2 separate regions of the Arachis hypogaea genome follow, and region 1 is linked to region 2. The links are chromatin contacts, called in public Hi-C maps. All regions are on one chromosome and are shown on one strand. The core of a region is the stretch at or near the end of the contact, and the rest is flanking DNA. Distances in the headings are between cores, read along the strand shown. Region 1 has its middle 19 kb from the start of LOC112736073. Region 2 holds the start of LOC112734059 (binding partner of ACD11 1).

The links. Hi-C and Micro-C count contacts between places; a contact is called where the count stands out from the background.
Region 1: a contact with region 2 is called in a Hi-C map of an unstated tissue, with 3 times the contacts expected there. The contact joins the enhancer-like site here to the promoter of LOC112734059 in region 2. A contact is called at or near these places in 5 of 8 Hi-C or Micro-C datasets (leaf and an unstated tissue).

Annotation. Positions count from the first base shown.
Region 1 is chr3:134,793,781-134,800,075 of arahy.Tifrunner.gnm2.J5K5, reverse strand. No RefSeq gene overlaps it. Among protein-coding and RNA genes, the nearest start is that of LOC112736073, 19 kb to the right of the region's middle. Within about 2 kb of position 2,240, at least 3 of the 3 cell types and tissues checked have open chromatin away from gene starts, as enhancers often do.
Region 2 is chr3:134,754,883-134,761,731 of arahy.Tifrunner.gnm2.J5K5, reverse strand. It overlaps LOC112734059 (binding partner of ACD11 1), which reads left to right and starts at 2,470. Exons shown (of 5, transcript XM_025783245.3): 1 at 2,470-2,671; 2 at 3,840-3,964; 3 at 4,444-4,519; 4 at 4,632-4,742; 5 at 4,833-5,488. The coding sequence starts at 3,852. The coding sequence ends at 5,261.

The DNA.
Region 1 (6,295 bases), core at 991-3,490, 39 kb before region 2:
AGACTTTGTGGAATTGGTTATTAGTTTTGCTTTTTAGAGCTCAAAATCCTTATATTTTGAACTGTCTAAAGTTTGAGTATTGATCGTGAGGATAGAATTTTTGAGATTTTACGAATTAAATCAGATTAGTCAAGTTTTTAATAATAAAATATAATTAATTGATGAGTTTTAATTCGTATACTTTGAAAATGAATACCATGTGTTATCTTCTTTGTATAGAAATATATCTTCTCATATTAAACTTCGATATGGCTTTTGTTATGTGTGATTTGTTATATCTACTTAAAAAATGAGACAGACTTAGATAATAAACACAAAATATATAATGAATAGTACAAAATTGTATACCTAATATGAAGGGAGCCACGATGTCAAAAACGTCTTTTTTAAAAAATATTTTTTAAAAATTAAAATTTAACACATATAATCAATTAAATTGTATTATTTTTATTAAAATTAGACTGGACAAATTAGTTTAGCAAAAAAATTAATAAATTAAATTTTTAAACCAGTATAAATTAATATTTTTTATAAAAAATTACTACAATATTCCTATTATAAAACACAACTAAAATATTCCTATTATATATATATATATATATATATAAATTTTGAAAACTTTAAATTCTAACCTGATAACAATAGAGAAGAAAAGGACTAGAATTTAGAATTCTCAAAATTAATATATATAATAAGAGTATTTTAGTCATTTTATATAATAGGGGTATTGTACTCATTTTTTATAAAAAATAATATTAATTTAGACGGATTCAAAATTTGATTCACTATTTTTCGATCAAATTAATTTGTCTGACATAATTTTGACAAAAATAACATAATTTAAATGATTATATGTGTTAAATTTTAATTATTAAAAAATATCTTTAAAAAAAGACGTTTTCTGCGTCTTTATGGGAGCATCTCCTAATATGAAAACTATATTGAATCGGTTGATTCGATCCGGTTAATGGAGAACTAATTTTTAAATTGATCTAGTTTAAAGTAAAATCTATTTAATAACAATGAACTAGTAAAAAAAAAATAATAATAATAAATTAAAGTTAACCAGTCAAACCGATGTAATTTTTTTAATGGAATTAAAATAATAAATAAAATTTTTAAAAAAATTATATACTTTATATATAAATATATTATTTTATTACATCTGATTCAACTTCAGTTAAACATTAATTATTTTTTAACTAAATTGATAACTTTATTAATTGGATGACCAGTTGGATTTTTCGAACCTTAATATGAAGCAAATTAAAGTTCTCTTGAAAAATTCACACAAAATGATTCATTATTCCCTCGTCAATCATTGTGAAAAAGGAGTTTCTTGCATTTTGTTCATTCTCTTTCACGTTTCTTTGTAGTTCTAGTGAGAATACCCTTGTGAAACACAATCTAATTCTAATAATAATATATCACCAGACACGCAGAAATCATATGCATCATAATCCCCATTCACAAATAATTTAATTTTGATAGATTATTTATATATAAAATATAATCCTAAAATAGCAGTTAGTACTAGCAAGTTCAACCATTTCCTCCAAAAGGAAAGTAGTTATAAGGCGCTTTCTATTTCCCAATGAATTGGTGCCACATTATATATATAGTTATAGTTGCATATAATATAAGTATATATGCATCTAATGTGACTAGGCTCTTTGGCCAGAATGATATCACAATTTAGAATCAGATTCGGTTTGTGATCGAGGAATAGAATTGTTTTGTGATTGACAACAAACACATTCATTGCAAGTGCCAAATACCAAATATTTACTAAAGAATATAAACTTTATTTTCATTCGGAGGCATTCATGGCAAAAATTTGATCACAAAAACACACTTTAAAAATTGGCACATATGCCCTTTTCTTTTTCATGCACATATGCCTTTATAATAGGAGGAAGAAAAAAAAATTATATATTCTACATCTGTTGGAAAAGAATACGGTTTGTGCTAAGATTTACCCACTTGAATAGGAATATGCCAATCTATTGTGTCTAGAAAATTTCGAACTTCGAAGGGATAAAGATGTATTAAAAGTCTTCTCGTGTGCTTAGTGAACAGTTTGTTGGTAACGATTGGCAATTTGATTCCAATGGGTTTAAGTAATCTTTCATTTTTATTTTTTTTTTTTGTTACAGTTGTAAAAAGATCATTTGCTTGTTGATGGAAAAAGGTCATATTATACTCCTACACAATTATTATTATTATGATGTAGAATTTTTGTATACCTACATACAAGCATGCGTCTCCATATGTGCCAAAAAATTTAGGTTAGGTACATACAAAAGTCAAGTACAAATAGTTTGCCTTTTGGCCTTTGTTATTCAAGACATGGAGGGTTTATTTATTTATTTATTTTGGTTGATTTTTAACGATGATAGCAGATGAATAGATGATTAACAATTTGCAAAGTCGGCACATCACTGAAAGTCTATAGTTTTTTTATTGGGAAAATACTGGAACTTTGGACATAGGCCCGTTGGTATCCTACGAAGGAAAATATTTTGTCCAGTGGGCCAAATATATTGGTCTCAGAAGCAAAAAATTGTATGTGGAAGACATGGGTTTAACATACACAAGTTCTCAAGTCCAAAAATAAAGAAAAAAAAAAAATAATACACAAGTTCTTGGTTTTAGATTTACACCCAAACCAACAGAAGATAAGCTAGTGCCCTTATTAATTTATTGGATTTAGAGGAGTTGTAAAGTCTATTGGGCTTCTTATGCCCATTACTAGTTCACCAAAAAAAAAAAAACAACCTATTGTTGGAACTAGGGCTGGAAGTGAGTCGAGTTGAGCTGAGCTAGACCAAGCTCAAGCTCGGCTCACGAAAATTAAACTTGGCTTATGGCTCGACTCATTAACAATCGAGCCTATTTCATAAGCTCAAGTTCGGCTTAACGAAAGCTCACGGGCTGGCTCAAATAATAGAAACATAATTTATAATTCTATATCAATAAATTATAACTTATATATATTAAAAAATATTAAAAAGAATAAATTTTATATATTGTCTATCTATCAATTATAAATTTTTTATATATGTCTTATATCAAAATTATATATAAAAAATGACTATAAAATTTTAAATAATTAATAGCATATATATATATATATATATATATATATATATATATATATATATAATCTATATTTTTAATATTATATATAATCGAGCCAGCTCACGAACTAATGAGTTGAGCTTATCCAAACTTAAACTCGACTCATTTAATTTATGAGATCAATTCCAAGTTCAAGTTTGGCTCACCAACTCACGAATTCAGCTTATCGAGCTATTAACGAGTCGAGCTCGAGCTAGCTTGACTCACTTTCAGCCCTAATTGAAACAACGTAGTGGTTAGCTTACTAATTCACTTAATCAAATATCAAGAAATTCAAATATTACATTGTATATGCAACAATCCATGGAAAGAGACCAACCATTAAATAGAAGTTCAATCTACAATGAATTGCTCCTTAGTTTATCGGGTTGGAAATACCGTGACGAAAAAAAAAAAATACAAGAATGACAATTGACTTAGCATAAATATTAGTTACTTAGGTTGCTTAACCGTTTTATCTCATATGAATTGGGTTTTGTAGGTTAAAATGTTCAAACTTTGAACTCAAGCCATACATTATGAAGAACAATTTTCCTGAATTGGCCCTAGCCGTGAACTCAATCCAACTTGTATTTGTCTGGTTAGCCTAATCCAATAAACATCATTGGATTTTTTACATAGTTTTTTAAGAATTCTATAGATTTTTCTTGAAAACAAATTCTACATACTAAAATAAATAAATTCACAAAAGTTGAGAACTTCTAGTAAGGAATTTAGGTAACATTTAATTATACATGAAACTTTACATTCAAACCCATTATCCTTAAGGTACCAAGGGATGCTTGGAAACAAAGACCACAACCATTCAACCAAATCCATATGATGATGCCATAATTCGTATAAGAAAATGACCAACACTTGAAAAATAAATAAATAAAGAACACCTAGAGAAACAACAAATAAACATTACCCACATATGTTGCAAGTGGGATGCATGAACTGTTCATAAATCACGACTTAGATTGTGTGTGTTTTGTGTTGGATTCAGACAAAAATAAACCTACGTTTCACAGTTGTGCAACTTTGAACTTAGCATATAGCTCTGTTTCAGATGTAGGCCATGCATGAATGTTTTTGGTCATTGGGAACATGAATGGCCTCAGGGCTTTGCTGGATGTCCCTCTTGTGTTGTGTTTCATCTTTTTCTATCATTTGCGTTACAAGGAAGCATGCTTGCATGCAAATATATTTAATTTCCATGTGTTAGGGAACAATAGATTTTGTCATTTGTAGTCATTAATTAGCTATTATTAGTATTTTTAATTGTGTGAGATTACATCTAATGGTGTGAGATTATTCACTTTTCTTTTGATGGTTAAGTGTTAGCCAAATTTTAATAAAAGTGTTACCCCTAGACTTTCTATTTAACTACTCAATTATTATTTTATTTGCCTCCGCTAGACTCCTTTCCCTGTGTTGGCTCTTTGATCTGGAATTTTCTTTTCGAAAAAGTTTAGGGGTCAGTATTTTTATTAAAATCTGACCAACACTTAACCATAAAAAAAAAAGTAAGTAATCCTACATCATTGGATGAAATCTCACACCATTAAAAATATTATTGATGACTACAATTCACAAAACTTATTAATCCCTAACACTCCTTTTTTTTTCTTAAGGTATTGGTCCCGCAAGATTCGTAACATAGTTCGCGAGACTATAACGTTATAGTCTCTCCTTTAAAAGCTTTCACTTGGTTTTTTATTGGTCAAAACTCAAAACCCTTCGTAGGTATCTTTTTTTATTGGCGGACTCTTAACAATAGCGTCCATGTAAAAAACTACAAAACTTTGGAAAAACCATCACCATAAAAAACTAATTCATATGGTAGGTAGCGTTTGTTTTGAGGTACTGAGACAGAGATTGAGAGACTGAGACTCAGTATCGTATTTGTTAGTTCAGAGACTGGTACTAAAATTTATGTCTCTGTCTCTAAAATTTCAGTATTTTAGTACCTCCAAAAAGTAGGGACACAGGGGACTGGAATTTGTAGAGATGGAGACTGAAATTTTAATAACATTTTATACCTAAAATACTTTTATTTCAATTAATTAATTTCAATTTTACCCTTTGTGCAAATTAAATTAGAGTTTCATTCTTGTTTCAATTCATGTCTCCCATTTTGCACCAAACAGAATACTGAGATTTATTTCAATCCCTGTCTCTTAGTCTCTGTCTCTCAGTCTCAGTCTTTCCGTCTCTATCTCTCCACCAAACGCTACCTAAGAGAACCAAAAATTTTATAAAACAATTTTTCTAGTATTGCTTTCTTGATGTGAGATTCTCATACAGGTATTGATTTTACAAGACTTATAACACAGTGATTCTTCTAAGCAAATGATGTTATTTAATTAGTGGTTGCAATTGTCAAAGGTCCCTTATGATTTGAAACAACCCTGCAAATTAAAGAGTATATATGTGGACTACATTATTATCTGTGAATCTATGGTGCCAAAAGACTAATAATTAACTACCTAGCCAAAAGACAAAAGTACTAATATTTGATAGTACTTTTATTTGGTTTAATTCTACATAATAGTTATATTTAAGAGTTGGTGGTATTATTATATGTACATTAAATTTTTTACTGCGTGGCCCAAACAGAATTTCAAGTGCTCTACAAGAATTTAGGTGCTTTAAGGTTTTACTGCGTGAGAAATTCTAATTTTGCACTTCCGCGTGCTAATTCTCACTCGGTTGGTGTTTTCGTAATCAATAGAAGAAAAAGGAGTAGGAGATAGGAGAAAGGAGGATCGAGAGAGATCAAAAGAGAATGGAGTGGTGTTCTTCGATGATGATGATATCAAAGAAGGGTTGGAGGTATGTGAAAAGAGTTTGGTAGGTCGAATTCTATCTGATAAGTCCTTCTCAATTGGCACAATTGAACCTGCAATGTTTGCTATATGGCGACAGCCTGAAGGTTTTCATGTCACTGATCATGGAGACAACACCTTCCAATTCTTCTTTGATAACGAGTAGGATTTAATTAGGGTGGAGAAGGAAGTTCCATGGCTTCTCAAAAATTACATAATCAATATCAAACGATGGAACAAGGAGATGTGTATTAATGCTGAAGAATTTGCCTTTGTTCTGATCTGGGTGCAACTATGGGGCCTCCCAGAGTACTGTAAGACAATAGCACTGGGAAAGAAAATTG
Region 2 (6,849 bases), core at 1,221-3,720:
TAATGAAGTTTCTCCAATAAATTTTTATACATTGTAAAAATAGTTATATTATAATTAATTAGTTAAATTAAATAAAAGATTAAAATTAATCATGATAAATTAATTTATTTTAACTAATAATAATGTAACATATAATAAGAGATAACTTATTTTTTAATATTAAGAGAGTGGGATAGATTTTATCTTTAATATATAAAAATTAGATAGGTAAGGCCGTTCGATCTTTGATCTTAGTTCTGAAGTTATTCTCAGGACCTTTTTTATTGTATAACTGAAGTTTTAAAGTTGAACACAGTGCTTTTAATATTTCAAGTTTAATTGACGCCAAATCTACATATATTTTCGTGACTACAGAAGTACACATCAAATATCAAAACTTATACACAAAAAAAATCCAAAAATTACCAACAAGGGCCTATTTATAAAAAAAAAAGTAAAAAAAGAAAAATAAAAATAGTATTATATTTTAAAATAACTAAAAATAATTTATTGATATGGTATTTTTTTTTTGGACGAGAAAAGTGTGTTGATTCAATCCATTGGCAGTAAAATATTCAGCATGACTAGATTATATTTTTTAGTTTTTTACATGATTTGGTACTTTTTCCATTCACACCAAATTTAAATTAATAAGAGCCATCTTAACTAACTCATGAGCTATTCTATTTTTATTTATCTCAACATGACTAAAAGAGAAAAATCTAAATTCTCCTAATGTTGCTAATGATTTATTGATATGTTATGTGAAATTATGGATAATACACATAAAAGTTAGTCGTCATGAATTTGAACATCCTTATCGTCCATATAACTAAAAGTCTATTTACTCGATCGTATTTGATATTATATTAAGACTACTTATTTAACAATTTTAACTTAATTAAGATTTATAAGTTGTAACTAACTTGATATTTCAATTAAAATTTAGTCTAGATCTTGCAGTAGGCGCTTACTATGGTTAGTGACACCAGAATCATTGTGAAGAAGTAGGGGGTACTTAAAAGGAGACTCTAATACAAAAGTCAGCAAATATTTTAAAAGAGTGGAATTTTTTTTGGAGAAGTAAGGGGTACTTAAAGAAGACTCTAATACAAAAGTCAGCAAATATTTTAAGAGTAGAATTTTCTTTTACTTGAACTCGGATGCCATCTGTACTAAGCCTCCACTGCAAAAGAATGGAATTGATTTAGATGAAAATTATCTTAAGCCAGATTGGACTTCCTATTTATTTGGGCCTTCTTTAGTTCTGACTTTATTTGAAGGCACAGATAATGATGAAATTGATTTCTAAAAGTCTTGGGCCATTGACTTATAGATCCATGTTAGTAGTAGTAGACTAGTAGTACTGAAAATCTTGCTTAAACATATAAAGAGAAAAGTCCAATAAAAAAAAAAAAACATATAAAGAGAAAAGTACAATAACTCTTTGTGCTAGTTTGGATTAGCCCTTTTTTTTAGTTAAAAAAGTAAATTTTTTAATAAAATATTTTTATTCGATTTAAAATCTATTTGAATACATATTTTAAAAAAATATTTTTATTGAAAATTTTAGTTAACAATACTTTATTTAAAAAAAATAAAAATATATTTTTAATACTTAAAAATTAATTTTAAAAAAATTATTTAAATATAAAATAATTTTTGTTTATTAAAAAAGATAAAAAAAATTAAGTACTTTTTTTAAAAGTCAATTCAAACTGACCAAAGACTTTTTGATGCGCAGAGATATTTAAATCTTCGAAAATTTGAAAATACATTTAAAATTTTTGACATTTTTAAAACTTGGATATATCGATCCCTCATGTTCACTTGAGTTTGTGAAAATCAACTAAAAAATTAAATGTGACTTCCGTTGTATTGACCTGATTGATATAGATGCATATATAAAAAAAAATTTAAAATAGAACAAATTAGAGTCAAAAATCGATGTCCAAATTAAAAAAAAAATTAAAGACTTAAATATATTTTTAAATTTTTAAAAATTTAAATATCTACAAACTAAAAAATTAAAGATTAATTTATCCTTTTCTCAAATATAAATGATCTTCTTTGATTAAAATTTAAAATGTAACAACATGAGCAATCTCTATTATTGATGATGACAACAATGATGATGGTGATAATAAATATAATGTAATGTGCGTGCTTGTTTTAAATAGCTATTTTTTTAAAAAAAAATAATTGAAAATATCTTTAAGGAGTAAAATTATTGTACATTTAATATAAAATTAATTTATATTTTGATATAAATATTAAAATCTCCTATTTTATCTTTGAACTTTTTTTACATTATAAAAAAAAAACATTTTTTCATCAAATGATAAAAGTTATATTTTATAGAAAATGATCTTTATTTTAACTAAAATGAAATGTCTAAAATTATTAAAAGAAAACAAATAATATATCAAAATTAATCATGATCATCCAAAAAAAAAAAAGGATATAATTATACGTATATGTAAAATAATTAAACTCTATTGATTAAGAAAATATGAGAATGTTAAAATTGTGGTTGCTACCACATAATAATGGGGATTGGAAATGAGAGAATGACAAGAGCGAACAGTTAATTGGTTGTTACTTGTAGAAACCACACCACCGTCATCACAGTGTCTGGCTTGGCTTCCTCTGCTCAATTCGCTGATCTAAATTCTCAACCCTCCCTGAACTTGTACGCTACTCTCTTATCTTACCTCAATTTTTATTCTCTCTCTCTCTGTCGTTTATTATTAAAAATACTATTTTTTGGATTTTTTTTTTTTATATTTCTGTGATTGGAAGTATGAACTTGGGCAATGAAGGTGCCCAGTTGGGTCAAGAAAGGGAATAATGATGTATAATTCAATCGGTAGAATAGTTCTTAAGAAAGAGGAATGTGGTTGGGAAATTCAAACCTGGAAATCTAATGCTGGAAAATCAATGAGGAATTCTTAGATCACAAGATATTGGGGGTAGTAAAGCTATAGTCAAAGCATAAAATAGTATTGGGGGAAAATTTGAGAAGAATGGTGGTTGAAATTAGGATAGTGGCTGGGTGGCCACAAGAAGTGGTGGTGGTGATGTTGGGTACTGATTAGTGGCTGAGGAATTGACGTGATCAATTTGGTGAGGTTGAGGTGATGGTGGGGTGGATTGACAAAAGTATTTGAGGTTGGGGAGGTGGTGGCCGATCATTGAGGCAAGAAACTACCATTTCATAGCTAGTTGTATGTGTCCTGTATTGCTGTGTAGATGTAGGACAGTGACTTTCAGGATTGTGGCTGAAGAAATCGGTTTTTGGTAATTTCGATGCTATTGAAATGTCAGATTTGTTTGTCGTTAGGATTTTCACATCGCCTAGAGATAAGCCCTGGAAAGCCATTGTAAGAGTTTGGGCATCCTCCATTTCATGAGCTAACTTTTGGGAGTGAACTAAGTACATTATCCTAATATTTTTTTGGTGACTACATTCAATCCTAATATGGTATCAAAACTTATTCTCTATTTGTTCATTAGGATGAGTGTTTTAAGATCACTATAAACAGTATTAGTTTTTTGCTTCTTGTAAGTTGTAACACACTAGTACACTACAATATGATCATATTATATCAATATAGTTCATATTATCTTATGGCCTAGTATATTTAGATTCCTTCAATTAGCAAGATTAAACCATTTCCACCATCCATTTCTCTTATACTTCTGTATTTCTTCAATCTTTACTCTCTTTAATAAGAACAACTTGACTTACAATTCTTGTTTGTTCACCGTAGCTTTTAGGCCTATGTTTTATGATCCTTACCTTTTTGACTTGATTTTACCATTTCTGTTCCTCCGTTGTGTTCATACTAAACAAGTAGCAAAACAGAAACATGTCTAGTGGATATACCGTAGAAGTTACCAGTCTATCGCCAAAAGCCACTGAGAAGGATGTGTACGACTTTTTCGCATTCTCTGGTGCAATTGAGTATGTCGAAATTGTCAGGTAATACTTGATCTTTATCACTTTATCAGGTTTGTAGCATGCTGTATCTTGTATGGACTATGGGTTGATTCTTGATGTTCCCTTCTTTCTATTGTCCATAGTTTTTAAAGTGAAACTTAATTTCTTTCTTTTTGTTGCTTTGCTTCGGGTATATTTCAACTTGATTGCTTTGCTTTTTCTCAATACATGAATCAAATTCAGACATGATTCTTGACACAGTACAATGGTGTTGTTTGATTGATGCACCCGATCCCACCTAGAGTAACAATACTTTGTTGTTATTGTTGTAAAATGCTACAGATCAGACTCCAAAAAATGTTCATTTTGGATACGATTTTCAAATTTCCACTGGTACTGTGTTTTAATTAGTCATGACAGAGATGATTACTATTTCCCCTGTTGCTAATTCTTGCAGATGAGTTGGACCTAGTGTGTTAAAAATATGCTATAAAACTTGCTTATAATATTGTTGAATACAGGTCTGGTGATTATGCTTGCACTGCATATGTGACATTCAAAGATGCTTATTCCCTAGAAACTGCTTGCTTGCTAAGTGTGAGTATTCATCAAACTCATGTTCAGGACCGATGTAATTCTTAAGCTGGTCACTGATAAGTTATATGATTGATGTGTTGTGTATACCTTTCTACATAATTTGATGTGTTAGGGAGCCACGATTTTAGACCAAAGTGTATGCATTACTCGCTGGGGGCAGTATGAAGATGAGTTCGATCATTGGAACCGGCCATCCTATAACCATGACGACGATTCATCAACTGTATGTAGATGTATTTCTTTCATTTGTTTTCAACCACCAATGGTTGTAGTTTTCTATTGAATGTTCATGGTCTAGCATGTCCTCTTTCAGACGCTACAAAGCCACCAATTTGTTTCCTCTGCCGGAGAAGTAGTTACAGTGACTCAAGAAGTCGTCAAGACCATGATAGCAAAAGGGTATGTCCTCAGCAAAGACGCATTAGCCAAGGCTAAGGAATTCGACGAGTCCCACGGGGTTTCAGCCACGGCAACAGCAAAGGTAGCCGAGCTGAGCCAGAGAATTGGCCTCACTGACAAGTTATCAGCTAGCTATGAGGCCGTTAGATCCGCCGATCAAAGGTATCATGTATCAGAAACAGCCAAGTCAGCTGCATTTGCCACGGGACGATCTGTGGCTGCAGCTGCGAACACTGTAGTTAATAGTAGCTATTTCTCTAAAGGTGCCTTCTGGGTTTCCGGTGCTTTAACCCGGGCAGCGCAGGTTGCTTCCGATTTAGGTAACCGTGGAGCTAAAAATTGAGCCATTGCCGTAAGTTGATAGCCATAACCATAAGTCCATAACCATAATTCAACTCTCTTTTCTTGTTTATCTTTTTTCCCTGTTCTGAATATAGCTTGTTATTATAGTATTGTTATTAGTATAGCTATGCATGCTTCATATTTTGTATATACATATGAACAGCTGAACTTACTGCTTTATGTGTATTAGTATTATGATCTATTACAAGACTACAATTTCATGTGTAATTTAACTGTCTTGATGTGATTAGTAAGGTAAATTTAGCTGCATAATCATTTTTTTCTCCTTAACAAACTATGCACCAAGGGGTGATGCAATAGAATTGAGCCGAGTCAAACAGCGTATGCACCCACATCAGTGCTCCTTACGTGGCCTTGTTTTATTTATTCATATATTTTTTTGTTGTTTCTAATAGTCAAGCTTCCCCTTTGATTGTTATTTACTTTAAATATTATAAAAGCAGAAATTGGGACACCTTGAATGCAAGTTAGAGTGACACTTAAATTCAACTATTCAACCCTACGATCTGGAATGTTCAGATCTGTAGATCCAATGGTCCTAATTAAATCAAACATCAGATTCATATTCCAAATTTCAATGACCTCATACCCTTTGGGTAGAAAAGTTCCAGTGTAAGGGAGACCACAGATGTTGAATTTGGTTCCACGGCACTAAAATTATGTAACCCAAGTCGGTAATATAGAATAAAAAACAAAAAATGGTTGTTGATAAAAAATTGTTTAGTTTTTAAAACCGAGTGGCGAGTATTCATTGAGTAAGGATTTTTGCTATGACATTGATTAAAGACTTTAAAATAAGGAATTTAAAGAATTAATAAAAAGAGGAAAAAAAAATTAAAACCTTTTCCTGCCAAACCCAATACTTTCCCATTTCCCACTTTTAGTTTTGATTCCATTGTACCAAAAGAAAGTTAGACTGAATTGATTACCCAGCATTAGCACTCTCTTACCAAATAAGAGCAAATTATTTGACTAATTTCATAAAATTACACATGTGATTAAGATACTGTTTCATTAACTCCCCCCCCCCCCCCCCCTCTTCTTTGGGTATACCCACTATTATCATTCAATTAACCTGCTTTTGTTCAACAAAAACTATTAGTGGATATAAAAAATTAGCTTTAATATATATATATATATATATATATATATATATATTAAAATAATCAAATATATTTTTAAGTATATATATATAATCAAATATATTTTTAAGTTAGCTAAAATTGCTGCTAATTCTTTTTTTACTGCAACTTGATGAGCACTTCCTTAAGCTATAAGTTATTCAATCACGCACCGACAGTTCTTGATTCTGAATCTCATGCCTCGGAATTTATTTCTCTCTTTTACAAAAAGTGCATATTTATTGAACTTTTATTTTTATTATGGATGATGCTACATATACAAATATTTTTATAATTAAATTTAATCAAATTAGTATAAATTTAGCAGAAAAAACACACGCATATGTCAACATTTTTCTTTTTTCGTGTATTTTGCCGCATATAAATTTTTGCCAAAAACATAATAATTTATTAATATAACAAAATTTTTAAAGTATAATATAAAAA